3 separate regions of the Mus musculus genome follow, and regions 2 and 3 are each linked to region 1. A link is a contact called in public ChIA-PET and promoter capture Hi-C data. All regions are on one chromosome and are shown on one strand. Each heading gives the region's core, a stretch centred on a gene start, on an enhancer-like site or on the middle of the called end of the contact. The rest is flanking DNA. Distances are from core to core; before and after follow the strand shown.

Region 1 (5,169 bases), core at 1,582-4,081:
AACTGGACACAAACCAGCGTATTTGGGAGTGTACAGGAGCATATGAGCATGTGTACCTGTACACACACACAGAGTTCTGTTCCCTGGTACCTGAATGGCTGCCCACAATCCCCTTCTCAGGGCCGATAGCCCTCAAGACCTTCTGAGTTGGCAGAAGAGAGAACTGCCAGCTGGTTGCCCAGTTCCTGCCCCCCTTCTCCTGGGTGGCACAGCCCTTCCTTGCGAAGCCACAATTCCCAACATGGTGGACAGTTTGGAAAGGGGCTACATTGGCAGGTAGCCTTCGAGGCAGGGAGACACCCAGGAGTTGCCCAGGGGAGTGGCATTCAAAGGCATCTTTGTTCTTGAGCCTCTGAAGCTACTGTGAGCCAATTTTCAGTGAGGCGACAGAGATCTGGGCTATCAGAGTCTCTTACACATCAAGCCTCAGTTTTCTCGCCTCTAAAATGAGTACAACATCTACCTCATAGAATTCTTGCGAGGCCCAGTAAGAAGGCATCTTTCAAGGTTGAGCAGATGGCTCGGTGGGTCAAGTGCTTGCTGTATACAAGCATGAAGACCTGAATTCAGATCTCCAGCACCAGAAGACAAGATCCTGGGGTCTTGCCTGGGTACAGGAAGAGACAAGCCATGTGAGGGATCACCCCTAAGTGCCCTCACAGGCACGGAGGAACAGGGCCCTGCATATGCTTGCCTCACGATGCTGGCGGAACTCTGATGATCTGGACACCGAGTGGGGAAGAGAGAGAGAGTTAGGAGGTTTTTAGAATTGGGGCTGGAATCTGTCTTGCAGACGGCAGTGACATTTACAGCGATTACACTAACACAGGCTCCCAGATATGAGCACCACAAGCCAGGGGTACTCCCAAGCAGCCCTGCTTGGCATCCAGTGACAACAGGCTGCCACTTGAAGTCAGGTAACAGGAGGACATAGTTGTTTAAGCCTGGAAGAGAGTGATGTCCCCAAGAACACAGACAGAAGTGTGCACCTGGGGATGGCCGAACAGAATAGGGGCTAAGTACTGCTATATTCCTTTAGAGCCAACTACCTGTGCTTAGAGGCACAGTGCCATCCGTCAGATAGATACCTCTGACCAAGGAGAGACCAAGCCTTCATCAGTGTTTGTAACTATTTAAACAATCTTAAAGTTTGTAAACTGAAAGATGCTATATAATAGTCTTACTGTTAACAAAATTTCCAAATAGCAGAGATGCTACTTAATTCAAATTCCTTCAATGCTTAACAGATTTTACACACACTACACAAGTGTTCTAACTAAGCTACATTCTTAGTTCCAGGTAAGAGTTTATACAAAGATAGGGGGGAACACTAGGTCTCTGAACTTTAAATTTGCAGGACACTTGCTGTGCATCAAACTGCTAGGTCTACTTCAAAGATTGCCAGAGAACTGGTATTAGGAAGCTAATTTTGTGGGTAGGCAACTCAAGGGAAGACAAGTGAACAGAACCTAAATCTAGCTGCCACCCAAAACCAGGATCATATTTTATTGGGCAGATGTGCACCTGTCCTGTCCGGGTCTCAGGGATCCTAGGTTGAACTTCCCATGGATGGATGAGGTGTACGGACCCAGCGGGGTGGGGGGATATGTCCAGCTTTGTCATTTCACCTGATGAGCCAAGCGGTCGATGCACCATGCACCACCCCATCTTCCTCTGCTGCAGCAGCGCCTCCAGCCTCAGGCCATCGACCACACGATTACCCTCATCCCCAGCTGCCTCCATCTTACATTTGGGGACTATTATTTACAGTGCTTACAAACACTCCACGAAGCGCCATCCCTGCCCTGCCTACACACCTCCCATCACAACCGCGTGCTCTCAGTATCTCCTTCCTAAACTGTCAGCACCAGAATACCTAGTGGGAGGGATGCTGGCCAAAGGTATGGTCGCTGTAGTTCCTGGTTCTGGTCCCTCTGGACCTGGGTGTGTGGGGTTTTCCTCTGGAAAAGCCGAAAGGCCTCGGCGAGGACACAGTAGCCTCATGGCAGGCTAGAACCCGAATGGGCTACAAACACTTGCTGGCAGCTCATTGAGGAGCTAGGGAAGCAGGAGACCCGGGATAGGCGTGCCCCCGCGAACGCGCGCGTGTGCACGCGCGTGCATTTTTAAGCTCCAGGGCGTAATTCCGCAAAGAGGGTCCAAAAGATCTATCACTGCGGGTGTGGACAGAGGCTTTGTGTCCGTTTGAGAGACTCGCAGGCTGGAGAGGGGGCCCTGTTGGGAGGAGCGGCTGCAGAGTTGTGTCTGAGACCCCGAGGGGGACTGACACCTCTCGGGGACCCGACCTCGGATCCTGCCGCAGGGACTATGAGCCCCGCCCGGTGGGTGCCCCATAGAGGCTCCCATGGGATGCTCTTAGCCACGCGCCCGGTGCGCGATGGTCCGGTAGGTTGCCACACCTCCGCTCCCTGGCACCCTGGCACCCTGCCACCGCTATCCGCCCCACCCGGCCCCCCTGGAGGAGCTTGGGCAAAGCGGAGCGCGCCCGTCCCGTGCACTCACAAAGCTGTCGCCGCAGCCGTTGTCCGGACACAGTACGTAGAAGGAGACGCCCGGGTCGGCGTAGAAGTCCATCCTGCGCTCCGTCTCCTCGGCGGCGATGAGCTCAAAGGGCGTGCTGGAACACCACTTCTCCGCGACATCTGCCAGCTGCTGGAAGTCCATGGCGGCGCCGCCCGCGCCTCCTCCGGGGCTCACGGCTCCCGGGTCTGTTTACACCGCCCGCTCCGCCTCCGCCCCGCCCCCACCCCCACCGCCCGCCTTGAAAGGAACCCAAGCACCCCGGGGCCCCGCCAGTCCGGGGCCGCCCCGGCTCGTGACGTCACGAACTCTGGCCAATCCCCGGAGCCCTACTCGGCGCCGCCCGGAGCCCGGTGACGTCAGGGTGGGCGGGGCGCCCGTCTCTGCAGGTGGCGGCGGGGTGGGGCGGGGCTGGCTCCGGACCCCTGGTTTGGAGCCAGTTTGGAAGGCTTTCTCTGGAATCCGCTATAAACGCGAGGGACGCACCCAGAAGTACAGATTGCTTGGTCCTTGCCAGGGCTGATTGTAGAGGTGCTGCGAGCACCCGGGGAAACAGCTTTGCTTTCTACAGAAGCCAAAATTCGGTCCTCCCAGGAACCCAGAGTGTGTTTTCTAGACTGATTTGGAAGGAAGTGTACACGCACATCAAGCTGCGTGCTTCTTACAAATACCTTCACTGATTTGGCTTGAATTTATATTATATGACTTAAAATGGCCAACTGTTGTTTTGTTTGTTGGGTTTGAGGTTTTGTTTTGTATTTTGAGTTGCTGGAAAATTGAACCCAGAGTCGTGCTTTTCAGGCATGTTACCACCGAGCCACACCCCAACCCTGCTTGGAAAGCAAGGAGCCTGCCCGTTGACTACACCTGTTGAATGCTCTGGCTGCTGCGTGCCCAGCAGACACACTGGTTTACAGGGAGTAGAAGAGTCCTCGTCTGAACACTTGGCTTCCGGAAGGGACACATTAAATAGCATTCATTCTATAAACATTTATTCGTGGTTATTTTTAAACTGCGCCTTCTGAACCAGGAGCCTTGCTAGCTGGGGTGTAAACATGAATGAGCTGGGGTCTAAACGCCTCAGTAAGCTGGCAGTCTAGCCAAGGGGAGCCCAGCTAGTGCACCTGTTATTACAGGCAGAAGACGTTATTCCACAGTCATCTGTTTTGATCATTTCTGTGGCAGAATTTCCTTACGTTTATTTGCTTGTCTTTGCATTTGTCTTTAGACTGTGGGAGTGATTCTTCCTCTACTCCCTGACTTCTGAGGCTAAGAGAACCCACTTGACAGTGTGACTGGGATATGTCCTGGGAACCCCAGTTTCCACATCTGTGAAAATGGGTATATATTCATGACCTTATAGTTAGGGTTTGAGAAAGTGTGTGTGTGTGTGTGTGTGTGTGTGTGTGTGTGTGTGTGTGTGTGTGAAAGGAATAGAAATCCAGTGGGTTTTTCTACAATTTACTCATTTTTATCTGTATGAGTGTTTTTGCATAAATGTATTGGTGTGTACCATGTATGTGTCTGGTGTCCAGAGACCAGAAGAGGGTATTGGATAGCCTGGGACTGGAGTTACAGGCCTTTGTGAGCCACCATGTGTGTATCATCAAATCTAGGTTCTTAGGGAGAACAGCTAGATGCCTTAACTAATGAGCCATCTCTCTAGCCCTGGGTTTTTTAAATGTAGGAAATTTGATTATATGCCTAGGCTTATAGCAGTACTCATTGGTGTCCGATGTGTGAAGCAGTATTGATTAGCTTGACATTCTGTTAAACCAAGCATGAATGTTAAATTTTGGATGGCTGCTGATTTGACATGGCATTTATGTAATATGTGTAGAAATGTGCACAAGCTCGAGACTGTCTAACACCCAGAATGGATGCTGAAATTCAGTGGTGCATTAATTACACTCATCTCTCATGATCTACATTTTGACTGAAATAATGGAACAAGAGAGAGGGGTTATCTTTGTTATACAGGAGCAGAGTCTGGAGGAGGGCCAGCCAGAACACATCTGGCGAGGGGTTGATCACGAGGCTCCTCTGTGAGGGCCTTCATATAGCTTGACAGATAAGTTGAGGCAAACTCCTCTCTGCTGCCTCACTAGAGACACACATTAGAACAGAGGCTGCGTAACAAAGGACCAGGAAACTTGGTGGGATAAACTTCGGGCACAGTTTTGTAGGCTTAGAGTCTTAAAACTTACACTTAATAAGCATTGTCAACCACTTCAACACCCCTTCTAGCCCACTGTCTGAAGGGAGGGGAGAAAAGATGGTACATAGACAAGGGGATGTGGACCTGTTTAGAAGCAGTTCTTTGAGGGTGATTCCAGTCTCCGTTTGTCAGGATGCCAGCAGTCCTGTTCTGTAGAGTCAGGATAGCAATCAGGAATCAGCAGCGGCGGCATGATCCAGCAGAAGCAGCCAGGTCTCCGAGACAGTGGGAGCGACTAGGAGCAGCAGCGACCCCAAGAGAAGTTCTCTGCTGTGCTTCTCTCAAGGAAGTGAAAATCCACAGACTAGAGGTCAGCTAAGCATTGCAAGGCTAGCTATGCAAGCACACTGCCACTGTCCCTTGAGTCCCCTTTATATTCTCTCCAAACATCACAGTGTCCTCCAATAGGT
Region 2 (5,169 bases), core at 1,344-3,843, 250 kb after region 1:
TCTGTCAAGCATAGAAGGCAGGGAAAGTTGAGGCTACCTGGTGAAAACCCTGTCTGTTCTTCAGTGCTAATTGCATTTGATGTGGCGGCTCTCTCTCTCTCTCTCTCTCTCTCTCTCTCTCTCTCTCTCTCTGGCTCTATTATCCCTTTTGTGTGTGTGTTGGAATGACTGCAAAATCTCAACCTGTACTCTACGGTTGCTGAACAATAATCGCCTAAAAAGAGCGTTGCCAGGCTGGGCCAGCTGGCTGTCTCCCATTCCTGAAACTGAATGTTCTTAGACACACGCGCTCTCCTCCGCCCCTTCTGCTGCCTGCTGACTCAGTGTAGCACCAAGTCACACTCCCAAGTGCCTGAAACCGAGGCTCCTGGAAGGACTAAAAAGGGGTATACAGCAGCTCTACCAAGGCAGCCTGACATCTCTGCGCAGATTTGGGCACCAACAATTGGATGTGGGCGGTGCACTTCCAGTTTGAAGTGTACAGACCCAGGTCCCTGTCCTCGGCACACTCAGCTAACCCCTGTCTCTTTGCATTTCTCATCTGTGGAAAGGCACAATAGTTACAGGAACCACAGGGCTTGAGTTAATGCATATGGAAGCATCTACAGTGCCTGGCCATTTCCTGCTACTTCCCCACTGGTTTTCTCTCCCCTGTCCTTCTCCCTGTTTTCCTGATTTGGTTTTGCTTTAAAATGCATCTCTAAAGTACATTAGCTGGCAGACTTCAGCAGCCTGTGCCCTGCCATGCCCAGTGCCCTTCAGCATCAAATATCCACTTACGTTGTTATTGAAGTAAAAAAAAAAAAAAAAAAAAAAAGCCCCAAGTGATGTGCACAAGTCTAAAGCACACAACTTCCTGAGTTTCTATGTATGGGGAGCATGTCTAGACCTAAAGTGCCTTGAAGGTCTGCCCAGGCCAGTAGGAAGCCCAAAGGCAGTCCACTTCTGACCTCTACCACTACTTTACAGTTTAGAGAGGACAGCTTTTAGGAGAAGGCTGGGACTGGACAGGTAGTTTATCAGTGGAAACTCTGATCTTGTAGAACACTAGGACTCATTCCCAGCACCCACATAGTGGTTCAGGGACATTACATCCTTAACTCTAGTCCAGAGGATCCAGTGCCCTCTTCTGACCTCTAGGGGTTTCCTGGCACAGAGTCGTGCATAGACATACATGCCCGAAAAATACTTACATAGAAAGTAAAAGGAGTGAACATTAAAAACAAGGCTAGAGTGTCTGATGATTATAATACTAACTGGCAGCAAGAAACCCTCTCCTGGCCCTCTCTGAGGTGACGAAGGCAAAGACAGTGAGGCACACAAGCTTTTAAAGTCACACAAGTCTGCCCAACAAATGCTCTCACTTACATCCAAGGACCCCAGGCACAGAAGAGGAATACCACTGTCCCACTGGAAACTTTCCTCAGAGAGTCCCCAGACTGTGTGTGTGTCAGAGATACTTCTGGTTTTTCCTGAGGCCATTAGACAGGCTTCCTGGGTTTCTGGGCAGAACATCTACCCAACTCAGGTTCTCACACTCATGGCAGACACTCCAAGCACACAGAAGACATTGTTTCCACAGGGGAATGGATGCCTGGCATCCTACAGGAGAGCGTGTTCTTCTCCCAAGCTTGCTCCCCGTGAGCTCCTGGCTAGGTATCCGGGGGAATGGCCACAATTACCCAGTCCCGCACACCTCCAAAGGACTTTAAAGGCCATTTGTGGCCAGATGTAAATGGCTAGAGATAATGGATAGACAGACACATACACTCTCTGGCTCCTGACCTAGGCAGGCTTACAGATAAGCCTCGGGGAGTCAGGACTCAGCTCCTGGCCCGACTCTGTCACCAGGAACTGTGTGACCTTGGATAAGTCACTTTTTCCCTCAGGAATTGGCTTTCTTTCTGGGAAATGGTCCAGTATCCTCAGTCCTTGTCTGATTGTGCAGGTTCCCAGATCTCTCCTAATCGCCAGGGACCCTTCCTTAACATCCCCAACACAAGCAAGATCCGCCCTTTTGTTCTCAGGGGAGGGGTGGGGGGTGACGTGGGGGAAGGGAAGCAGAGCCCCCTTGGGGCATCAGACTAAGAGGCCTCCGTGCCAGAAGCTGATAACGGAAGAGTGCTGTCCTGGGAGGTCACCAGGGAGCCCTGAGGTGACCTGGTGTAGCCATGGTCCCTTTCCGACCCGTGGCGGGCAGGGAGCGAGTGGTTGCCGCTAGGGCTGCACGGAGCAGCTCCCAGACGTAGTCGCGGCTGGGGACTACAGTTTGGAGAGGGTCCTGGGCACTCTCACTCACCCAGCGTCTTTGACAACGCGGGAGGCCACTCTACCTCGGGACTGTCCCCAATACCCTCCGCGACAACCCCAATCGGCCACTTACTTAACCCAGGGCCCGGACGCGAGCAGAGCAGCTACCTGCAGCTGGCCGTAACCCGGCCGACTGGACTTTAGCTGGCGCCTCCGTCCCCGCTGTCCCCGTCGTCTCCGTCGTCCCCGTCGTCTCCGTCGTCCCCGTCGCCTCGAGGATCCCGGCTGGGCTGCAGACAGTGCCTGGCGTTGCTTCTGCGCGCCCGGCTAAGCTGGACTCTGCGCTCCTCGCTCGCTCCCAGCCGGGCTTAAGCGCTGCCGGGACGCGGAGGCGGAGCCGCCGCCCCCACCTGCTCCTGGCGGCCGCCCTGGAGCCTCGCCGCCCAGCGCACGGGGACGCGGTCCAGAGGGCGGGGTCGCTCTGGCACCCAGGAGGCGGTCCTGGCTGCGCGGCGGCGCAGCTCCCAGGTACAGAGTCCCGAGTGTGAGCCACGGGGACAATGGGGCCAAGGGCTGGAGTTCCCCTGCACGCCACCTCGTCTATATATTACAAACATTTCTGAGCCCTCGCTAAGCCCCAGACAGCGCGTATATGCAAGGGGACAAAAGGAGAATGGGACAGCCGGTTGTCCCGATGAGCACAAGCAGGTACTTACAATACGGAGCCAAGAGAACATCCAACGTGTACAAAGCAGAGGGACACCCAATTCAGACCTGGGCTTGAGAGGCAGGGGTGGGTGTGTGGGTGGAGAGAGCTGGGGGGCGGGAGGGGGAGGTAGAGAAGCTTGCTCTCAGAGATAGGTGAGCACAAAATATCCTGGTAACACAGGGAGGTAAGTAGCTTCCGGTGGGGCAGAAGTGGGAAGAAGGCAGTTTGAAATCTAGAGTGAAGCGAGTCTGTCCCATTTCCCTGTCCGGCTGTCCAGAGCTTGGAGAATGCTGGAGATTTATGCCTGAGGCTCCTGTGTACACTCAGCTGCTCCAAGTGCAGCAATTCAGGCTGGCATTTCCTGCCTCTCACATCTTAGGCATACTTGTGTTCTGGTTCGAAAAGGAAGGAAAGCTCAATTTGCAGAGAAGAATTATTTCCATGGCCATGTAGAAATCCCACCAGGTCTTCTACGGAGCCCCAAAGCACAAACTAGTTGCATGGCCAGTCATTTATCTTACAAGCTGGGCGGTTTCTGGAGGATATACTAATTCAGCTTTTTAAATGCTTGATTCAAAGTGATGGTGTCTGCAGAGTGGGGCTATTTGGGGCTGAAAACATCATGAAGTTGTTGTGTTCAAGAACCCAGTGTCTCATGGCACAAGTGGTCCTTCTTGCATCCTTTTTCTCTGGACATTGCAACAGGATTCAGTCTCTGGGAGCCACGTTCCAAATACCTAAGCCGCTCTCCCCATCGTCTCTATGGACAGAATCCAGAGTGATGACCAGTTAAAGACTAAAGACTATAGTGCCAGTGCCTTTCCTGATCACCGAGACTTTCTTAGCACACTAGCTGAGTTCAATTCCCAGTACTACCAAAAGAAAACAAAGCAAAGCCCCTCAAACAACAACAACAACAACCATAATAAACCTTATCAAAGTTAATATAGTAGGAATAGATGAGATAGCTTGGCTAGTAAAGGCACTTGTTACCTGGCGACCTCCATTGGATTGATAAATTGGAAGTGGGAGTTGTGTGTATCTGTGTGTCTGTCTGTCTGTCTGTCTGTCTGTCTGCCTCTGCCCTTCCATTCCCTATTCTCTTTATGCTTCAGTATCTAGTGATGCTACACCTAGATTTTAACCAAGAAACAACTAATGTGTTACCACCACTATCTACAACAGAGTAGAAGATGGAGACAGTGTGGTGTTGCTAAGCACCTGAGACAAAGCCAGCAGCTATCCAACTCTGGTCTATTTATTAGATGGAAAAAAAAAATGCTGTTTGTATAAACCACTGATATGGGGGCTTCTCTCTCTCTCTTTCTTTCTTTCTTTCTTTCTTTCTTTCTTTCTTTCTTTCTTTCTTTCCTTCTCTCTTTCTTACACTAGTATTTATTTATTTACTACCCATTTTGTTCCAAATAGGAGAGTCCTATTTGGGAAATAACAGTTTTTAGAGGTCCAATCTTACAGTTAAGTGTATTTCTAGTGGAAAAATGTAACTTGAGAAGAATAAACCTTCCCATCTCCTCCCATCGTTCACCAAACACCTGCGGTAGCTCACTTCCAGGTGTATGTTTATGATGGTTCTGCAACTTCTTGGGATCTTTAGTAGAAAGGTACCAAGGAAGCCCAGGTGGTTTGCAGCATGTCTTCGCTTCACCATGCCAAATATTTACAAACCAGCTCTTACATGATGAAAGTGCTCTGGTACTCAGAGAACAAAGATGGATTTGCAGCTCTGTCCTCTAGGAAGTAGCAGCTTAGCTGACAGGAAGGTGAGAGGGGCCCTGAGGTTCTGGGTGAAGGGTGATGCTTCCTGGATGGAGAGCTGATACAGAAGGGATGGACCTGCGGGAGGAAGTAATGATCACCTGAGCAAGCTCAGAGTTCAGCTTAGTGTTAAAAAGGAAGCTCAGAAGTTAACAGGCTTGTCCAAGTCAGGGGGTTTCTGAGAAGAAGAGCTGTATATGAAAATGAATCCACAACATTCCTTTCTGCCTCACTGCCCGGCCCAGAGCCTAATGAAGGGCATGTTCACTGGGGCAGCAGCTGGATACATCACACACGATGTCTCAGCTCAGTGGTACCCGGTGCCTTCATTTTGGTAGCTGCCATTCTATTACAATGGAAGCTCCTTTAAGAGAAACCCATCATTCTGGCAGTGATGACACACAACTTTAATCCCAGCACTTGGGTGGATCACT
Region 3 (5,169 bases), core at 680-3,179, 150 kb before region 1:
AAATATATAAGTTAATATACAAAATTAATCTAATGACACAATGAAAAACTAGTACTCAGTCTTTGGAAGGCATGTAAATGAGTGATAATTTTCACATAAAATCAGAAAAGCAGAGGCAGACTCAGCCTCTTTGGAGTGAAGGTCTGTCCAAAGGGCAGCACTGCCCAGGTGAGGCAAGAAGCGGTAAGCCCGCCCACAAGAATTGGTAAGGACCCGCCCAGAGGGGCTCCTGGGCTTTGGATGGCCAGGAAGTCCCAGTTCTACTAGAGATGCTGTGTTTAGAGGTACCTTCCTGGACCATGACAACACAATGGTCAAAGGCAAAGAGACATTTGATACTGAATCCGAGGGAAAAAAAAACAAAAACAACTTTTTCTCTTTAAAAACAACAACAACAAAAAAATCTTTCTTGCTATGCTCCTGTAACATGGGAATAAAAAGCTATGTCTTGGGGCTGGAGAGATGGCTTAGTGGTTAAGAGCACTTATTACTTATTAATCTTGTAGACAATTTTGAGTTTAGTTCCACAGTCTGAGTTTGGTTCCACAGTCTCCCACAACTCCAGTTCCAAGGGATATATATGACACCCTCTTCTTGCTTCAGCAGGCACCAGGCATTCTTTCATAGATACAGGCCAGCCATTCACACACATAAAATTAAAAGTAAGGCTTAAAAAACAAGCATGTCTCCCAGAGCTAGAGAAACAGCTCTGAGGTCAAGAGCGCCTACTCAGATCAGGAGGTCCCAGTTTGGATCCCAAGATCCACAGACAAAGCAGGCATCCCAACTCCCAGGCGGTGAACACCCTCCTGTACACACTTACACACCCAACACCCATTTGCATATACCGTCACCCAGACACTGATATACATAAAATAAATCCACCTTTGAATTGTAACTCCAGCACTCAGGAGGCTCAAGCTAGAGTATTAATCACAAGTATGAGGCTAGCCTGCATGCAGTCTTTGCAGGGGACATGTGGATGGTGACTTCTTACATGTAAGAAAAGCCAGTTCTGGAAAATATGACCAAGTCCAAGAGAACACACTCCTAAGTGCTCAGACAGATGATTATTTTGTGCAGAAAGCTTCTAATTAGCTTACAAGTGCTTCAATTTAGTGTTTACGTGACCAGTCAAAACAAAACCATCACATATTTGAGGAAAATAAATGCCCCCCTCCAAAGACCCAAAAAGCTAAACAAAGAGTAAGAGCAACTAGTAACTGAATAGTCAGGAGGGGAGAAGGCATACACAGCAGCATCACACATGTGTGCACATGCAAAACACAGTGTGACCACATTATCAGGAGTCTCCAGAAAAGGATGCTGCTATCTCACAATAAACATGTTAAAGAAACAAAACAAAAGCCAAGCTCTAAGCAGTGTATTTCACTCTCCTTCTAAGGCAACTACGACCATCTCATTTACAGAGCTCAAAGAACATCGCCTGTCGCCTGTCTTTGTTCAGTAGCAAGGAAACAGAGATTTTTACACCAACAGCATACTACCTTTTTCTAGAGTACGTTTTTGTATGATTTAAATGTCAATGGTTTTAGTGACCAGTGATGCTGTTTTAAAATATCATAATGTAGCCGTCAAGTACATCTTAGGAAGCAATCAATACTTGCAAAGTTTTTACTACAACTCTGGCACAGCAAATGTGCTATGAAGCGTAAGTCAATAGTCTAAAAAGAGAATTATGAAGAAATTTAAAAACATATAGAGACTAGAGAGAGGGACCAGTCACCACAGTGGCTGTTGCACAAGCATGAGAACCTGAGTCTGGCAGCCAGTCTAGCCCAGCTCCAGGTGAGCTCCCAGTCCAGCAAGAAGCTGTCTTAAAAAGCAAGGTGGAGGGGCTGGAGAGATGGCTCAGTGTGTAGCACTTGCTTAGAATCAGCTAGCTTCTGGGGTTAGATCTCTAGCACACGGAAGAGTGAGATACACTTGTTACCCTGCTGCTGACAGGAAGGAGATAGGCAGATTCTGCAATGCTGGCCAGCTAGTCTATCAGAAACAGAAAGCTAGCTCTATGTTTCAAACTAAAGGTGGACAATGACAGAGAAAGACACCCAGTGTCAACCTCTGGCTTCCACATGTATGCACATCACCCACACACATGCACATTATCCACACACCCTGTTATAACTTTAACTTTTTCAAAATGTATTCATTCATTCATTCATTTAGGGTTTTTTCAAGACAGGGTTTCTCTGTGTAGCCCTGGCTGTCCTGGAACTCACTCTGTAGACCAGGCTGGCCTTGAACTCGGAAATCCGCCTGCCTCTGCCTCCCAAGTGCTGGGATTAAAGATGTGTTCCACCACCACTCTGCTCAAAATCTATTTTTGATGATGGTTCTTTAGTGCTTTAACTTTCCTTTTAGCCCACCACCCACCAGAGGTAGTAAGAAAGAAGAATACGGGGGAAGTGGACCTGTTTAGAAAGGTTCTATGGAGCAACTCCCTTCTGTGTTGTCTGGAAATCAGCAGTTCAGTTCACAGGTTAGCAGCGGCAGCTCGATCCACTTGCAAACACCTCACAGATACAACAGCAGTTCAGTTCAGTAGAGTTGGGCTAGCAAACACAGATCAGCAGAGGTGGCACTACCTAGTAGAGACAGCCAGGCCTTGGCCTTGGCAGGAGTCAGCATGAAGGACCAGGAGGAATGCCAGGAGACGTTCTCAGCTGTGTCTCTCTCAGTGAAGCGAAGCATTGCACAGCTGGCTCAATAAGCAAGTCTAGCTCAGCTCCCATCCCTGTCCGACTAGTCCTTTCTATTTGCCCTCCAAATATCACATGTCCTCCACCAGTCTTGCTCAGCTTGTGTCTTGCACGTGCAGCTGTCTCAGCTGACGTCACTCTGCCAAGTCCACAGAAGCAGCAAAAATCCAAGGCACACCACCACAAGTTTTTTAGTGCATTTCTCTCTAAGGAGTCCCAACAGAGCTCAACTACACATCGTAAGGCAGGCCAATACATTAGTGTTGTTAGCAAAGAATCCTCATCCCTCGTCCTTTCACGTGCTTGCTTTAGAACATCTTTTCTCCTATGTCTGCTTCATTCAGTGAAACGCTCCTTCACATGTTTGTCCCAGCAAAACACCATCTAACACAACCAACTTTCCAAAGAACTCTTAAGTTTCCACCTCACCCTGTCATACAGGCGTCAGCATACATGACACGGTTGAAAAGCAACAGAAAAGTCATCTAGCATTGAACTCTGACCTCCACACACTGCATGCACATGCCCCCTGCCCCCCCTACACACACACACACACAATGAAAAAAGGATTGAAGCACAAGCAGTTGGCAAGAAGGTGGACTAGGATTCACCACAAACAGATTTACTTCTTTCTAGTTAATGCTGTTTTGAGCTAGGTTTCTTCCTTCTTTTTTTTTAAAAGACAGGGTTTCTTCTCTGTAACAGTCTGGCTGTCCTGGAACTGGCTTTATAGACCAGACTAACCTCTAACTCACAGAGAGATCTACCTGACTATCTCCTGAATGCTGGGATTAAAGGTGTATACCATTACTGCCCAACATGATTTAATTTTTTTAAATTTATATATTTAGTTTTACTGGAGTTACAGGCCATGTGGATACAGGGAACCAAACCCAGACCCTTTGCAAGAACAGCAAGTGTTCTTCACCACATTATCTCGTGTTCTCTCTCTCTCTCTCTTTCTTAACATTTTCTGACCAAGATGCAATCTACTTCTAGTTTACAGTGTTGCTTGTATTAACAAAAAGTGGCCAAACAACACCAAAGCTGCCAACTACCAATGTTAAAACCAGACTTTAAACAATATCCAGGAACAAAATGCCAACTCTAATTTCTCTTGAGACAGCGAGTGTGTGACAATGAAGCCATGACGTATCCAGATGCTGTGGAAAAGCATTACATGTACTAAGAGGTAATTAAAGCCCAATTGTGGTTTTAACAATTAGAGAATACATGAAAAATAAAGCAGCTACAAAACAAATGTAACTCTAAAATGAAAACTAAAGCAATAAAGATAAGAAAAAAGCTAGTGATACAAAAATCAATAAAAATGGAATGTATTGTTCAACCCAAAAACTGACATTTAGGAATAAATCATGCAATAACCCAGTATGTATATACACTTATATAACACACACATATGTGTGTGTATATGTGTGTGTGTGTATATATATATATATATATATATATATATATATAAAATGTATGCCCCACCCTGCTTATATATATGCAAATAAGATAGATTAATGAACAGTTCAGGTTAGTCTTAGTTACTCAAGTTACAATCAGTGATTGAATATATTTGAAGCTTGAATTATTTCACTTAGCTTCAGGTCTATTTCCTAACTTTGTTGTTTTTGAAAAGCATACTCAAGGTGTGTTTACTGTTCTGCACGTATATAAAAATTCTCACTACAGGAAGATTTCATCAAGGGAAAATAAACATTCACATATACCTAAAAACTTGCCATGCTTTAGGCTGAACCCTTGGAAAAAAAAAATCATCCACCTTGATCAAATGTATATCTTGGGTTCTAAGAATTCCATCTCTCTAATAAATTTCCAAGAACAGAAGAAATGAACAGAAGAAATGTAAAATTTTGTTAATAAAACAACTAAAAACCAATGCCAAAACCTTGATCCTTTCTTGGCTCTACCTTTAAAAACATACATGGCTCTTGCCACCTCTCACTGCCATCTCTGAGCTATACCTCGTCTACAGCCACCACTGACTTGAATTTTTGTCTACTCCCACATGGGGGCCACAGTCCTCTCTTAAAACCCATCAAGGTTCCATCAACTCTCCTCTCAGATCTGGTCTAGGCCACTGTATCACTGTTTAGAGCAAAGCCAAGAATCCCTGACCATGTCACAAGGCATTCCACCCGTGCTCACCACACTACAACTCTGTTCTAGACCAAGATACCTGGAGTAGCCACACCGCGGGGCCTTTCTAACTTCTGTTCCTGGGGACTTAGGTGCCTCTGTCCCAACCTAGAGACTTGCTCCTTTCAAGAATGTCATCAGGTCAACTCAAAAGAGAAACCTCAGACAAGCCTCCATTCCATTATCGCTCCCCTCCATACTCCAACAACCAGCCCAGTTTTTCACTCTTTTAGCTTACTATGCTCACTATTCCTTCCCCAACTGGGTAACGCAGATGCAC

Evidence for each region. ChIA-PET counts read pairs in DNA pulled down with a chosen protein or histone mark. Capture Hi-C pulls out chosen DNA fragments and counts their contacts.
Region 2: a contact with region 1 is called in a promoter capture Hi-C map of pancreatic islet. The contact joins the promoter of Wipf3 here to the promoter of Mturn in region 1. A contact is called at or near these places in 2 of 39 promoter capture datasets (hippocampal neurons and stem cell-derived epiblast-like cells) and 1 of 9 other capture datasets (pancreatic islet).
Region 3: an RNA polymerase II ChIA-PET map of memory CD8 T cells shows a contact between it and region 1, with 6 read pairs. The contact joins the enhancer-like site here to the promoter of Mturn in region 1. A contact is called at or near these places in 4 of 39 promoter capture datasets (cranial neural crest, liver and pre-B cells), 1 of 484 Hi-C or Micro-C datasets (CD4 T cells), 4 of 115 datasets of contacts at active chromatin or transcription factors (bone marrow-derived macrophages, embryonic forebrain, forebrain and 1 more) and 2 of 9 other capture datasets (adipose tissue and liver).

Annotation. Positions count from the first base shown.
Region 1 is chr6:54,679,286-54,684,454 of GRCm38.p6, reverse strand. Mturn (maturin, neural progenitor differentiation regulator homolog (Xenopus)) reads right to left here and starts at 2,831. Exons shown (of 3, transcript NM_001289740.1): 1 at 2,524-2,831. The coding sequence starts at 2,685.
Region 2 is chr6:54,427,110-54,432,278 of GRCm38.p6, reverse strand. Wipf3 (WAS/WASL interacting protein family, member 3) reads right to left here and starts at 2,593. Exons shown (of 9, transcript NM_001167860.2): 1 at 2,419-2,593. It overlaps 9130019P16Rik (RIKEN cDNA 9130019P16 gene), which reads left to right and starts at 2,058. Exons shown (of 14, transcript NR_033635.1): 1 at 2,058-2,958.
Region 3 is chr6:54,825,266-54,830,434 of GRCm38.p6, reverse strand. All of the region lies in intron 1 of Znrf2 (zinc and ring finger 2), which reads right to left. Among named protein-coding and RNA genes, the nearest start is that of Znrf2, 11 kb to the right of the region's middle. Within about 2 kb of position 1,929, at least 18 of the 459 cell types and tissues checked have an H3K27ac peak or open chromatin away from gene starts, as enhancers often do. A contact at or near this core is called in memory CD8 T cells, where this site is marked.